Linked DNA regions of Bicyclus anynana: region 2 is linked to region 1. Evidence: chromatin contacts called from public Hi-C data. All regions are on one chromosome and are shown on one strand. Each heading gives the region's core, a stretch centred on a gene start, on an enhancer-like site or on the middle of the called end of the contact. The rest is flanking DNA. Distances are from core to core; before and after follow the strand shown.

Region 1 (2,604 bases), core at 67-2,566:
TTTCTTTCAAGTCTGTGTATACCTGTTCCCGTGCCTCAAGTGGATGAGTTATGCCGCGCCCGGGCCCCGGGGGAGCGAGGGGACCAACACCAAGGTTATTTCTAATGAAGACGTTCGTACGGTTTTATTTTTAATGCGTCAGAGGTGTTGGTTTCACCTGTTACAACTGTTACGGGAACTGTTGTATCTTTCACAACTTTTTTTTTAAATGTGTTCTGACCTTCGTTACTAGTATCTGTATCTATATTACTAACATTTATTAAACTTCATCAGTTCTCATAATTTTTAATTATTCAAATGTCAATTCACTAATGTAATACAAAACGTTGAAATTTTAAATAATATCGAATAAACAACATATTATTATTGTTTTCGAAAGAAGAACTTTATTTAGAAAGTTTCGAAATAAGGATATTTTTGTAAATGTTGGATTTATAAATGAAAATTTACTCAATAGACATAATCATATTAGTAACGTTACACAAGGATGCAAATAAATAACATTAGACGACTTAGACTGTCGTTGAAATTATTGAGTAGAATGTTTTGCTACGAATAGGTCGGTAATATGAACTTGGCGTCTGTAGAGCAAATCGGAAAGTAAAGAATTATAAACGAATATCAAAAATAATAATAAAATCATTGACAAGGTAAAAACAAATATGCAAACGAAAATGAAAGTAAAAGCAAGCTTACTCAAGGCCGCCAGCCTGGCCGAGGAGGTGGAGGTGGGCACCTGCTTACTCCGCATGTCGGCCAGCCAGTCGGCTGCCAGCCACTCGTACCATCCGCCGACTCCCATAAGCTGGCTATGCACTTTCATCGGGCCACAACACCACTGTCGGCCTTCGTCCGACGAGACGGTCGCAGTGTCGGAGTGACTGACGCCCAACGCACACCTCTATGTTTACGACGCACCAACTTGAACTTTTACATCGCTGGACAGCTGGCGATGTGGCACTTTAACTTTTATACCTTCCAAACACCCTGACGAGTTTAGGAGCGCGATTTTTTAATTATTTATTTTGAATGTGCTGCGAACGCACCGGATTGAACTTTTGTTTTTTTACGTTTGTTTGGCGATGTGCAGTGCGGACGGCCGCTAACTATCAGTTATCCGAGAGCGCGACGCACTGGCACTGCGACGACGCGGAGTAGTGTTTACAGTCCCAACTCACATCGGCAGGCGCCCCAGACGTTGGCCAGGCTCCACAGGCGGTACGAGTAGCTGTCACCATAGCAGCCGAACATCTCATCGGTTCTCGCGACCATGACCCGCGCTCACACGTGTGGCTCGCGGCGCGGCGCGCGGCGGAATGAAGCCGGCCCGCCTCTCGCCCCGCCCTGCCCGCCGCCTCGCCCCGCGCCGCACCTCGCCACCCCCCACCTATACTTAATTAGTGAACCCGCTGAGCGGACCCGTGTCCCGCGGACCGCCAGGTCTCTCATCTGCCGCCGCGCTCTCCGCTCTCGCCTGCAGGACTCTCACAGTCTGCTTAGCGGTTCTTTAATGAGGATGCTCTAGATTTTGCCGGGTCCATTCTATTATTGCTTTTTTCTTCGGTTGGCACATTTTCTGTCAGTTCACCTATCCAGGTAATCAAGTAGGTGTGTTGTGCTGATTGAAAAGTAACAATACAGTTCCGATGTCAATAATATAATATTAATTAATTTGATAATTTCCTAAACCTGTCAATAAATAAAAAAAAATCCAAGCCGTATTTGCAACACAGACCTATGTTAAAAGAATAAATCTGGTTCAAAATCCTGATGTAGGTAGAGCGGTTTGGCGCTACGAAGTAGATAAATGTTTATTTATACACCGCCGGTTAGCTCCACCTTCCCATTCATCTACCTGTCTCTATTTAACTCTACAGTTACACACGACTCTTAATATTAGTGAAAAAATATAATCATATGAATATACGTACCTACCTACTTAAATAAGTTAATTAAGAAATTTCATCTCTATTTACAATTTTCAAGTTTTACCCAATTGGTCTCAATATGTTAGTACATACTTAGAGTGTAAGTAATTATAAAACAAATGAAATTGTATTTTTAATGATACATCGATATATTTTTTTGAAATGTAAAATTCAGCTTAAAATAATGTTTAAGGATTACGACTCTACATTTTACATTGAAGCGCGTTTCGGCTTCTTGTCACTAGATGGCGCTAAGCGTCGCACAACGCGAGTTTATGTTGATGTCGAGATTTACTATGACTTGTATTGCTTTTAATGATACTGTTGGTTTATAATTTTCTATACGATTTCGTTGCTTCTTATTAATTTGGTTTTTCTTTACCTATACCTTATGAATTATTTAAGAATTTAGTCACAATCATGTACCTATCATTTATTTAAAATTACCTACACAACCCGGCAATTATTCATAACATCTTAGTATAAGAAATAAACACGTAATATACCTATTATAGCTCTAGCCAGGACTCGAACCCAGATCCTTGCTGTCAGGAACCATGTAAGCTAACCACTGAACAAACAAGGCACTTATTTCTATATTTATTTCACATTTTTTTTTCAATATTTTTACGTTGTATGGTATAAAAGAAATGTAAAAACGAATAAGGGAAAATAA
Region 2 (2,604 bases), core at 59-2,558, 230 kb after region 1:
GCGCCTGTACTGTAAATCTATATTACAGCTTGTCTCCATAATATTATAATAAGTCACTAGATATAGTGTTTATCAATTATGTTTTGTCGTATAGGTGGAAACTGTATGTTTGTCAAACTGCGGCTCCCAGTGAAACGTATGCTTTATGAACCCCCATTTAAAATGAGAAAGAGAATAAAAACGAATGGAAGCTTCGGGAACAAATAAACTGTCTAATAAAAGTTTCGGTTCTGCGGCGAACTTGTTACGTTAGCTAAATCATACTGATAAAGAAAGGTAACATAATAACATAAACGATGTCGCATGATAAACTATTATCTACATATTATTATATATATTTTTTAAAAATGAAATATCACGTGTCTCAAATGGTGAAGGAAAACATCGTGAGGAAACCTGCATACCAGAGAATTTTCTTAATTCTCTGCGTGTGCGAAGTCTGCCAATCCGCATTGGGCCAGCGTGGTGGACTATTGGCCTAACCCTTCTCATTCTGAGAGGAGACTCGAGCTCAGCAGTGAGCCGAATATGGGTTAACGTAACGTATATATATTTTTTATATAAAGTTAGCGCTCTTGTCCGCAACCTTGGCAGATGTAAGTGATGATGATAGCGGCTTACTTGCTTACTCTGATAGTTTTAATGCGATATCACAACGGACCACTAAATTGCTTAGTGGTCTTTGTCGGTAGGCTGCTAACTAGCCCAGGCCGATGTCTACCACCAGAACTGTCGATATTTAGTTAATGTCGGTCGGTACTGTCGTTAAACTGTCGGTCGCAATTATTAACTTCTGGTTTACATCATTAGGGCCCACCAACCTGGATTCTAACAGCGTGGTGATCTAAGCTCCATATCCATCCTCCTAGAGAGAGGTATAGGCTTGGCCTTGTGTGGGATGTTAAAATAGGATCCTAATGAAGAAATATCCAATATCTGTTTATCATTATCATCATAAACAATCCATATTCGACTCACTGTTTAACACGACGCTGGCCCAATGCGGATTAACAGACTTCAAAGAAGAAAATTTTCAGTTATGCAGATTTCCTCATGAAGTTTTTCCTTCACCGTGAAATACGTGATATTTAATTATTTATAATGTATATAACTGTAAAGATGGAGCATGCCCCGGACTGGATTCAAACCTATACGCCCTTCGAAGACAGAAGTCATATCCACTGGGCTATCACGTCTCATATCAGTGTATATTGCAGTAATCAGAGCAGAAGCTATAGCTGTGTGAGCTGTGAACAATGCTGGTGCGGGATAAACACCTCGGCCACACCGCCGCACATGCAGCATGACGTCACCCGACAACCTGTCGCCCGAGCCGTGTAATTAAACCCGTCCCTGCGCAGTGCTGCGCCGCACACTAAACGTCGATACTCGATAAATAAATACTTACTAAATGTAAATTGCATTTCTTACATACCCACCCTCAACTGAAAGAGTAATATGCCTTATTATACTGCTTTATTTTAGTAAGGAAGGCCTAACTATATGCATTTTTCACCAACGAAAATAAAACATTTAAATTGTAAATCAAACCATACAATTTAGGCAAGAAGTATTGTGAGATTTCCTTAAACAGTATTAGTGAGAAGCGAGCCGTTAATTAATTTAATAATTATAAATTTTTGATTGATTTATGATTATGCAGTCTTACAATCTTAATTCAATCAAATACAAATAAAACGTTTTATTTGAGGATGATGACATATTTGATAGTAGATAGACAATAATCATATTATGAGCAATAAAGCACATACGAGTAGGTATATAATTGTAGATGGTTCAGATTTGTTCAATATCTTCACTTTTACATACTATTCGTACAATCGTAGTCAATCTGATGTTGTATGTTTGAGTCAATAATATTTGCATATTGCAAACGTAAAAATATTGTTTTTAATATTTAAAAATTATTATAGCATAAAAATGACCCTTGCAATGTTATTTAATCTCTACGAAAAAAAAAATCCTTAACATAAATAATACTTTTTTTAAATTATTTCTTGTACGTATACAATTATTTTTATTAATAACTAGCGGACGCCTCCTACTTCGTACGCGTGAAATTCAGTTTTTCACAAATCCCTAGGTAACCATAGACTTTACTGAGATAAAAAATAGCCTATATACTACTCAATAACCTCTTCTATCTTCCAGTATAAAAGTCATACCATGATCGGTCAACTTCCAAAAAAATCATAAAAGCTTGATTTTGTACAAGTATCGTGTAAATAACTATAAGCGCTAGAATACTTGAATTTTATTTATATGTATTAATAAATATCGATACCAAGTGAAATGTACCAGCAGAGCAGCACTAGCGACGACCCCCGCGGCACCTCGTGTTATTAAGGCGTTTTTTGTGCGCCACACGTGCTCGCCATACCTCGCTCTGTGTGTGTCTGTCTTTATACTCACTGATACGTAGGTATGCTATACTGATACTTGGAGGGTACCTATATAGGTATATTACTATTAGTAGCTATTGTATGTTTATCATCGTTCAAATTGGTAAAAGAGAATATTGGCATCAATGTTGCAAAAAACTTTATTCGAAAGCTTTTGTCTTCAAAAGTTACCTTTAAAGAA

Evidence for each region. Hi-C and Micro-C count contacts between places; a contact is called where the count stands out from the background.
Region 2: a contact with region 1 is called in a Hi-C map of whole body, with 4 times the contacts expected there. The contact joins the enhancer-like site here to the promoter of LOC112051909 in region 1. A contact is called at or near these places in 2 of 2 Hi-C or Micro-C datasets (whole body and whole larva).

What each region holds. Positions count from the first base shown.
Region 1 is chr12:308,567-311,170 of ilBicAnyn1.1, forward strand. It overlaps LOC112051909 (zinc finger E-box-binding homeobox protein zag-1), which reads right to left and starts at 1,317. Exons shown (of 4, transcript XM_024090743.2): 1 at 697-1,317. The coding sequence starts at 823.
Region 2 is chr12:537,988-540,591 of ilBicAnyn1.1, forward strand. No RefSeq gene overlaps it. Among protein-coding and RNA genes, the nearest start is that of LOC128198563, 35 kb to the right of the region's middle. Within about 2 kb of position 1,309, at least 8 of the 8 cell types and tissues checked have open chromatin away from gene starts, as enhancers often do.